Regions from separate parts of the Bombyx mori genome. Here region 2 is linked to region 1. The links are chromatin contacts, called in public Hi-C maps. All regions are on one chromosome and are shown on one strand. The core of a region is the stretch at or near the end of the contact, and the rest is flanking DNA. Distances in the headings are between cores, read along the strand shown. Region 1 overlaps LOC101738291 (bicaudal D-related protein homolog). Region 2 holds the start of LOC101738291 (bicaudal D-related protein homolog).

The links. A called contact is a pair of places that touch in the nucleus more often than the background predicts.
Region 2: a Hi-C map of whole pupa shows a contact between it and region 1, with 2.6 times the contacts expected there. The contact joins the promoter of LOC101738291 here to the enhancer-like site in region 1. A contact is called at or near these places in 2 of 7 Hi-C or Micro-C datasets (posterior silk gland and whole pupa).

Annotation. Positions count from the first base shown.
Region 1 is chr16:13,006,071-13,011,470 of ASM3026992v2, forward strand. All of the region lies in intron 1 of LOC101738291 (bicaudal D-related protein homolog), which reads right to left. Among protein-coding and RNA genes, the nearest start is that of LOC101738429, 45 kb to the left of the region's middle. Within about 2 kb of position 2,686, at least 4 of the 8 cell types and tissues checked have open chromatin away from gene starts, as enhancers often do.
Region 2 is chr16:13,073,121-13,078,520 of ASM3026992v2, forward strand. It overlaps LOC101738291 (bicaudal D-related protein homolog), which reads right to left and starts at 3,363. Exons shown (of 9, transcript XM_038016571.2): 1 at 2,574-3,363. The coding sequence starts at 3,014. LOC101738158 (coiled-coil domain-containing protein 63) reads left to right here and starts at 4,356. Exons shown (of 11, transcript XM_062673146.1): 1 at 4,356-4,427.

The DNA.
Region 1 (5,400 bases), core at 1,436-3,935:
AGTGGTACCACCCGTGCGGACTCACAAGAGGTCCTACCACCAGTAATAACGCAAATTATAATTTTGCGGGTTTGATTTCTGATGTTCCGAATACTTTCAAGTTGTTCATAGTCACGGAGTACTAAAGTGTTATTCCGTTGACATTTACGTATTGTGCTAACTATTAGCATATTTTAATATTAATTAATAATATTAATTTCATCACTGGTGGTAGGACCTCTTGGGAGTCCGCACGGGTAGGTACCACCACCCCCCTATTTCTGCCGTGAAGCAGTAATGCGTTTCGGTTCGAAGGGTGGGGTAGCCGTTGTAACTATACTGAGATCTTAGAACTTATATCTCAAGGTGTGTGGCGCATTTACGCTGTAGATGTCTATGGGCTCCAGTAACCACTTAACACCAGGTGGGCTGTGAGCTCGTCCACACATCTAAGCAACAAAAAAAAAAAAAAAAAACATAGAGTAATAAGTTACGATATGATCCGGAAAACGCCGGGTATACTCGCTGGCACACGTAGAGACGCTGGCACGCCATTTAATGTACTAGACTACATACTATAAAACGAATCGTGGTTAAGATCTTGAATACAGTTTTCAATAAAGCATTTATTTGCTCTACCTATTCGCTGGGAGCCTAAGGGCATATTGCAGCTACGCCCGGAAGGGTAGGTGAGCTCACGGGCTCAACCTGTGAGAATTTGCTAACACTAGCATTAGCAAGAGCAGTGCTTCGTAGAATCTAACATCGGATCGGAATCACAACCCACTGAGAAGATCCAACGAGAAACTCAGCGGGCTCAAAGCATTTTTTTTTAATTGCTTAGATGAGTGGATGAGCTCACAGCCCACCTGGTATTAAGTGGTTACTGGAGCCCATAGACATTTACAACGTAAATGCGCCACCCACTCTGAGATATATTTTCTAAGATCTCAGTATAGTTACAACGGCTGCCCCACCTTTCAAACCGAAACGCATTACTGCTACACAGCAGAAATAGGCAGGGTGGTGGTACCTACCCGTGCGGACAAGAGGTCTTACCACCAGTAAAATCTATCACAGATCCAGCGAGAAATTCAGCGGGCTCAAAGCATATGAATTAGGTCATCTAAATAGATTCGTTTCCAGTCACATTTTCTAGGAACTATTTGTCTACAAACCTCTTCATCATCACACCACCAGCCATCGCAGTATAATTCAGAAATCAGCGTAATCTCATATGAATAAGAGAGTAATAAGTACTAGTATTTCCTACTAGAAACTCCACAGAAATAGGGTTGACGAAAGCCATTGTATAGTGTTCACCGACCCAGTTCAGACACGTTGAACGACTTATGTGAACCCATGAACCGTAAGAACAAAACTCAGGGCTGCCACGTTCTATAAAGATTTACTTTTTGCGAATTATTACATTGTTTTCACAATTTCCGGATTCTACACTAAATGGATACCAATGCATTTGTCGTAACGCAGTGGCAATGGTGAATGTATACCATTTCAATAAAACAATCATAAGCTACCTAGTTCTGGGAGAATAGTAGAAATCTCTTTCACCTGAAGACATTGGCTTGAATTTCTAAATGAATGATTTCACAACAGATAACGCCGACACCCTTTAGGGTTCACAAGTAAACCAAACGTTAAATGTATATCTTAGAAAAAGTCCGAACCAACTGTAGCTTCCAGTCAACAAGCTACGCGTCCCTCTAAATTGAAATCATGGCTACTGACAGCCCTGAACTAAATCTGGCTAGAGTACATCTTTTGATTACACAGTCATGTAGGACGTTTTCACAATGGCCATTCTTAGACACTGTCAGTGGCATATCCAAATTGATACGATGTTATGATTTAAGAATAATACGAGCTTTTATTGTGTCACTTTCACTGACTTACAAAGCTGACACTCGGTAAAGAACTGAAACAAAGTTAATGTAATGTAATTGTAATGCATCCAAACATTTGATACTTGTTTAAATTGCATTTGTTTGTTTGAAGTCGCTAAGCTGTTTTTGATACTTTAGAAAAGGTATGGGCGTACCTTGCAATACCAATTGTTGCAGGTGTAGTGATATCAAACGAGAATTTTCACGAAACACATGACCGAAGTGTGTTAGATATAGGTCGACGACGGAATCACAACAGAGAGACGCTCGAAGGACATTTACGCTACTATCAAGCACTTACTTTATGAAGCTATGAAGACATGTCCATTGTCTTATATGGACATTTTAGTTACAACTTGTATTGTTTCTATAATCTGACGAAGCGTGTTGCAGATAATAATATTATGTGCTTTTAGGTTGTTAAATTACTTAATAAATAAAATACTGGCTAAAAATGTAACTTTAGTAATTGTATAACTAGTAAATTTAAAAATGTATTGTAAAATAGTAGTTCCGAATAAAAGCAAGCACAGTTTTTTCAACAACCCGACGAATGGCTGATCGGGTTTTGTCTTTTGGTACATTCTTTTATGAAATATATATTACCGTTGAAATCATCGCCAAACTTGTATTAAGTGTCATTTAAGTGATTGTTGGGGTAAACGCGTTCTCGAGTGAAGACCACGAATTGGAAAACGTAGTGCAGGACGCCCTCAGGCTCGGTGGAGTGGTGATCTGTGCAGGGTGGCTGGCATGAACTGGATGAGAGAAGCCGAGGGTAGTGCTCAGTGGCGAGCAATTGGGGAGGCCTATGTCCAGCAGTGGACTGCTATAGGCTGATGATGATAAGTGACCGTTACAATTGTAATGGTCTGCACTGGTCGGTACAACTGTTGGCTTTTTTTTTGTTTCCTACCTATGCTGATAGCCTTGAGAGGCTATTTCAGCTTTACCCTAACGTGTGTAGGTGAGCTCACGGGACTCAAACCGGAGTGTTGCTAACACTGACCCTAGCAAGAGCAGGGCTTCGCAGAATCTACCACCGGATCGGAAACGCGACCCACTGAGAAGATCCGGCGAGAAACTCAATGGGCTATCTGTCGGCGCTGATCCGATTTTGAAGTAACCTAATAGGTGATAGAGCCAGTGTATGAAATGATACAATTGTGTTAGAAATAACTAATAAAATAAATAAAATAATAAATAATAGTTATAAATATTTTATGAACAGATATGAGTAGAAGGGTTATTTTGATAATATGCTGAAAAGCACTCCACGCTTTTTTACAATGAAATCATTTTTTCTTACACTATTTTCAATTCAAATTTATTAAAATTTATTTTCTATTTTTTAGTTGAATTTTCTATAAAAGCGTATTTTTTTAGTTTCTTTATACTATTATTTATTATTCATTTTTTAAATAAATTTCAATTTTTCTTTTTTTTTTTAAATATTAAGTTGTCATCGACCCGTAATAAGTATGCTAAATTTCGAGTTAATCTGACGTTTGGAAGGGGATCAAAACCATGTTCAAAGATTCTGTTACATACATACATACGTCTGAAGCTAATAAAAGCGTATTAAAAAGGAGACAAGTCCCGATGTATTTGAGTATGCAGGCAGCATTATATATTATACACGTCCCTTATGGATCCACGATGGGGGAACGATATAGAGTAATGAAAATGAAACACTTTAAAAATTTGCGTAGTAACTGGTATGCCAACTAGGATTGGCCCACCTTATTGCCTGTTTCAGCTACAAACGTCCCATGAGTTCTGGTTAGCAGGGTACGTCCTTTTATTCCTCAGGTCAGCGCGCTCCATAAATCCTCGAAGTTCAACTAAACAGCTCAACTCTCTACTGTCTACCAGTAGTCTTTAAGTCATGTGCGATTGCCTTATGTTGCTTTAGGAGTCGGGGACGCGCGTGCTCAGACCTATAATGTTTGGTTGCAATAGTCGATTGTCACGGAACGCGAATGCGGCGGTAACTAAAAGTACAGGTGTGGAATTAGTAGAATATTTTTTAATTATATTAGATGGGCTAGTGAAAAAAGTTTTTAATTTTTTTTTTTTTATTGCTTAGATGGGTGGACGAACTCACAGCCCACCTGGTGTTAAGTGGTTACTGGAGCCCATAGACATCCACAGCGTAAGTGCGCCACCCACCTTGAGATATAAGTTCTAAGGTCTCAAGTATAGTTACAACGGCTGCCCCACTTTTCAAACCGAAACGCATTACTGCTTCACTGCAGAAATAGGCAGGGTGGTGGTACCTACCCGCGCTGACTCACAAGAGGTCCGCCAGTACCACCAGTAACTTTTCCAGTGGTAGGGCATTTTGGGAGTCCGCACGGGTAGATGCCACAACCCTGCCTATTTCTGCCGTGAAGCAGTAATGCATTTCGGTTTGAAGGGCAAGACGACTCTTGTAGTGTAAAAAGTGAGACTTAAAACTCATATCTCAAGAACATGACGGCATTTACGATACTAATGTCCATGGGCTTCGGTGACCGCTTAACATATATATTAGTCGACCAATTTTTTTAAGAAAATATGTACTTAGCATAATATGTTCGTTACTTGCGGGATGTAAAAATAGCATTGAGTAATAAAAATTAAAACACTAAAGGGGATGGCCCATTTTAGGCCCAAAGCGGACAATAGATTATAGAAAAAATACTTAGTGCATTAATTTTGTCATAAATAAATATGCATTTACTTTCTTGCAAATAAGCGCCACTATAGTTTACAATAAATAGTTTAAAAAAAGTAACTCTATTGAAAAAACAAGGATTTTTATTTTTGCGGGAAAAATATTGCCAGCTTCAAATCCTTTTACGTATGAAAAATATTTTGAGTATATAAATAAAACATATAAATAAATCATTTTAAGTATTATCATTAATCAAACGATTTTAATGGATTTTATGCACATAAAATAACATCGAAGACATACCCATTGGACTGTAACTTGTAACTATACTTGAGACCTTAGAACTTATATCTCAAGGTGGGTGGCGCATTTACGTTGTAGATGTATGTGGGCTCGAGTAACCACTTACCAACACCAGGGTGGCTGTGAGCTCGCCCACCCATCTAAGCAATAAAAAAACTTTACTAGTATTGTTATTTAAATATGTACAACAAAAACAAAAACATAAAAAATAATGTGTACTCGTAAAAAAAAGATTAAGATATAAATCAATTATCGGTTATTTAAAAAAATAATCGATATATGAATTTCATGTAATTATTTTTCTTTATACTGACAACACTGAATTTAATCTGACCGACTGACACTTCGCTTGCTGCTTGTGGTGTTGTGCTTGCGTACAAAATGGATGTGTTTTGATTTTTCTTCGATTTATTTTACTTTTATCAATAACGTTTCATACTACGACTAAAAGACATTGTGTGAATTGTGGTTTTACCCTGACCGAGATTTAAAACCGTGTATATGCTCTCCTTTGCTATTTTTAGATGATACTAATTGTGTATGAAGATGAAGAAA
Region 2 (5,400 bases), core at 2,113-4,612, 68 kb after region 1:
CTTCCTCTTCACGGTCCGATTTTTTCACGTTATTTTAAGCCTTCAAATTTAAGTTAATTAGTTTTTCTAATCTCATGCAAATCGTAGATGCATGAATGGACTTGCTTAGAACAACGTTAACAGTAACTAAATTAATAGGCATCTGGGACTGCGAAAATTGTATAGTATATTCGAAATAGGCTACTGAGGGATCAAATGTTTTTATATAAAATAATAAATAACGAGATTGATTCTAGCTATCTTCTTTCGAAAATTTCATTTAAATGTAGTCGTATTTCCGCGCGTTCTAAACAGACCTTCCACATGTCCACGGCTCGAACGAAATATGCTTCTAATTCTTTTGTCCATAGATCTTGTAGGTTGTATGATGCTAAGTTCTCTAATCCTGACATCTTTTGCTTGTCACTTGTAGCATATAGAAAAGCTATCTTAAAATATTTATAAGGTGATTTAGTCCGATGAGGATTATAGTTTTATAGTGTTAGTTGATGTATAAAATAATATGTGCGTATTGTGTTGCTTTTGTTTTTTGTAATTTAAATTTCTAAGCTTCTCTTCTCTGTTCACTTTCTACTTATATGTGATTTTGATTGTGGGAACATATTTGATTATTGTATTAGCTATATTTTTTTAAATATTATATGTTTGTATTGTACTGTTTGTTTCCCAAATAAATAAATAAATAAATTGGGAAATTGTAAAAAGTAGGAGTTAAAATAAAATCACTACATAGTATAAAACAAAGTCACTTTCTATAGGAATATCTGTCTGTCCCTATGTATGCTTAAATCTTTAAAACTACGCAACGGATTTTGATGCGGTTTTTTTAATAGATAGAGTGATTGAAGAAGAAGGTTTATATGTATAATAACATCCATTAAATAGTGGAGAAATCAATAATAAATTACAGTTTCCGAAGCGAAGCGAGGGCGGGTCGCTAGTTAAACAATAAAAGTGTATATTTAAATTACATCTGCGGCTCGCGCTAATCTTATAGGATTCTTATAGTCATAAGGCCCATAGAGATTACAGTGTGCATATGTTGGTAGGCAGCGGCTTCGGTCTGTCCCTGACATTGCTGATGTCCATGAGTGACGGCAATTTAAATAAAAACACCATGAGACATGAGGTCGTAGTGTGAATTGCATTGTACAACCGGAACGCATGACAGCTTAGTGGCGCAAATAGGTAAAATGGTGATACCTACCCGTGCGGACTCACTGCCGTCAGTAATTAAGTATTGTGTAATTTCTCATAGTAGAAATTTTGTTTAGAAAAATTGGTACCTGCCTTCGGGATTTCATAGGCGCATCGGTCTATTTATACGAATAGACCAGACATCTTACCTTTTTAGCCACGATTTATAAAAGTATATTGTAAGATGAATTAATATTTGAAAAACGTAAAGAAATCGTTATAATTATCACTAATTTACAACCTGCCATTGAGTTCTTACTCATCAGTTATAGGAAATAATCATTAAATAAAACGATACTTAATATGTTTCATTGTGACCAGCTATACAACTCGTCATTAAAAACTAGTTTTATTAAATGAATAATAAAGCTTAGCTCGCCGGTGTCCAAGGACTGTAGCAACCATTTACTTTTTTTTTATTCCTACCTAAGCTGATGGTCTAGAGTACTCTAGAGAGAATATGTCAGCGTCGCCGGGCTATTAGGTAAGCTCACAGAGCTCAAACCTGAATATGTTGCTAACACGAACCCTAGCAAGGGCCGTGCCTCGCAGAATTTACCACCGGATCGGAAACGCGACCCACTGAGAAGATCCGGCGAGAGACTCAGTGGGCTGTCTATGGGTTAATTTACTCGCCAAGCCCTTCGTCGCAAGCGACGGGTTCGACGAGAACGATGACCGGTGCTTGAGGTACCTAAAAGCACCGTTAGTGATTCGGGAGGATCCGAGATGACTTGTTTTGGGCGACGTCGGCGTCCATTTACCATGCGCATTATATGCCCGTCGACGGGAATAAAAAAACACATGGTATATATTTTGATTTTCATTAAAACTTTTTATTCATCCGAAATCGAGATAGTTCGCTTCGTATTGCAACATTCACACAACGCAATCCTTAAATGTAGCAACGCTAATACTAAATCAGAGAAACATGACATTTATACAAGAGTGTATAGAACTGAGATTCCTATAACTCATTGTTAGCAGTTACAGTCTCGATTTCTTACTTGCAAGCTTAAACATAAAGGTGTAAAACAGCGCATGTTACCGAAATTATAACGTTATATTTCTATAATAGTACCGTTAACATCGCCAAAACAACATTTAGATATATTAAAGTATTTTTCTTTGCATGTTATTTTAAGTTAATCAAAACTAAATAAACACGGCATTTCTTAAATATTTTTCTGCTTATGGTATAACAACATTAAGAATAATATTTTTGTGTAATAAATAACTAATAATTGTAACTATACTGAGACCTTAGAACTCACATCACAAGGTAAGGCATTTACGTTGTAGCTGTCTATGAGCTCGTCCACCCATTTAAGCAATAAAAAATAGATTAAAAAAAAGTTTGAACACAAATAACTCACCTCGACTTTTTTGGAGTACTCCTCAGCGATCCTTTCTTGTTCCTTCTTTAGCTCTTCGTTTTTCTCTAGCAAAGCCTTCCCCAGTTCCGCAGCAAGCAGAAGGTCAGATTCCTTCTGCTGTAGTTGAGTCCACACGTCTTGCTCGGTGTTCGCGTCCATATTCGCGCTTGTATCTCTAACCGCCGACATTTCTCTGACGTATTCCTCTAGTTCTTCATAGAAGTTCTCATCAGACAAGCTGAGAGCTATAGGGGTCTTTCTGTTGCCACTTCTGCTTCTGCTTCTTCGGTGTTTCTTTATTGGGGTCGAATTTCTTATATCACCTTTACCGATAAACTCAGTGGCATCGGTTATGAAATTTGGGGACTGGTCACGATCGGGCGGTTCTATTTCGGAATTTCTACTTCTACTGATATTATAAGCACTAAACTCACCGGCCATTTAACATGAAACAAAAACGTTAACAAACCGAATTAACTCTGCGCGATTTTAGTGTAGTTACTCTTCTTGAATATTTTTTCGAACGCCTGTTGGACTTTCACGTTTTTTGGGATTTTGATTTTGAATATGTTCTTCGGTAGATCGAAATCCTTTTTTAATGCCATTTTAATGTTACGGTAACATTTTCACAACACTGACACAGCACAGCACAGCGCGGAGCACGTATCGCGGTTAATATTGTTATGTCAATAAACGCGCGGCGCGAACCACAGCGCCGATGTTGCCTCGACAACGGATCGGTCACAACAACGCTGTATGAAACCTCCCGAGCCGGAACGCGTTGCGATGCTCAAAGATTAAGCAACGATAAGAGACGAAAAAAAAATATCTTTTTTTTATTTTTATTACTTTTTTCTTCCTATCTAAGGCTAGGTAGCCTTGAGAGGCTATGTCTGCGTAGCCTAACAAGTTTTTTTTTTGTTAATACACAAAAAAAATTGGGGCAATAATTAATAATGTTCCCCGACCGCTGGTCTAGAGAGACCATGTCAGCGTCGCCGGGCTAATAGGATAGCTCACGGTTCTCAAACCTGACGATGTTGCTAACGCTAGCCCTAGCAAGAGCAGTGCTTCGCAGAATCTACCACTTAATCGGAAATGCGACCCACTGAGAAGATCCGGCGAGAAACTCAGTGGGCTGTGGTTTGTGGGTTAGAACTCACTTTATTACACCTATCCGTTCTACGACCATGAATGATGTCCTTAATAAGTATTGCTTAAGTTTACAAAAGAAACTACTACTGAAGTTAAGTAGTGTAATTGTTTAATTGTAGCTTGTGAATAAAATTATTTCCTTACATTAAAAGTTAGATTAGTTTTTATTATCGTGTTGTTTTGTCGTATAGATGTAAGGACCACTATGTACAAACTCAGCACTTTGTCTTGCGTAGTCGTGCGCACATGGCTTATGTTGTAAGCCAGATTTTGTTTCTTTTTACTTGTGTTTTTATGTATCTTTTTAGCTTGTGATGTGTATTGTGTGTTTAATAAATAAAATAAAATAAAATAAAATAATTGTTAGTATAGTATCAGAGAAAAGAATCCATAAAGAAACATTCTATTTCGTAGCCCGATATTTTAAAAATGTAACATAAAATAACATAACTTTTTTATCAACTCATAGACATAGATGGTGTTACATATTAATTAAGCAAATTGCTGAAAATTTCCAAAAATACGTACCAATTTAACATCACTTTACACTCAGAATTGATTTTTTTCATATTAAGCTTTATCACCAAAACTGGTCTGTCATTATTATCTAATCTTTGCCTTAATTCACCAGGTGCAACGGAGACAAACAATCAGGTGATTCAAAAACCTTAGTGCTAGACAAGGACAATAAATATCAAGGTAATATGGAGAGAGGATTAAAATTGAACAAATTTTAAAACTTTTTTATTAATGCTGACTAAGTCGGGAAATGATCTCATAATACCAAAAGAGGCTATTATTATGGTTATTGTACGAATCGATGTTTTTCAAAGCGTATTTTTTCTTTTTCTTTTTTTTTATTGCTTAGATGGTTGGACGAGCTCACAGCCCACCTGGTGTTAAGTGGTCACTGGAGCCCATACACATCCACAACGTAAATGCGCCACCCACCTTGAGATATAAGTTCTAAGGTCACGCCACCCCGAGGACGCCCGACTGACGGGTCGTCGAGGCGATAGTCGACGACCAACGACGTCAGTCTCCGCGGTACGGCGGCCCTACCAGGCCGCCCGGGCGGTGCCGCTGGTGTTCCGGGATACCCCGCTGGGCCAGAACCAGCCTGCCGGGTCGGAACGCGATACACCGCCGACCGGGTTGCTCTTCAACAGTATGTTCGGCGACGACAGCGACGACGAAAATGCGGACCGCATCGCAGTCCGCAGCCGCCGACGCGCCGTCCCGTCCTCCTGGTGCCAGCGCGCTAGAGTGACGGTAGCGTGCGGCGCAGCCTCAACCCCCTTAGGTCGCCCCGTGACCATCACCGGGAGGAGACTGCCTCCTCATAGGGGCTGGAGCTGGACAAACGCCCTCCTCCGGCCCCCGGCCCGACGGCGGCGGCACGGCGCCGAGAGGGAAGAAGAGCTCTCCCTCTCCCGTTCCGCCGCCTCCTTCCGCGAGATGGTGGACTCGCAGAAGTCGAGCATCGCCTGCCAGGACTCGTCGCTGCCGAGCATCGTAGCCACGACGGTCGGAAGCGACAAGTCCGGTCCTATTTTTGCAACGAGGACGCGGCGCTGCTCCGCGAAAGCGGGGCAGTACGCGAGCGTGTGCTCCGCCGTGTCCTCGTTGCAGCCACTGCAGTGGTGGCACTTCGGAGTCGGCTCCCTCCGGG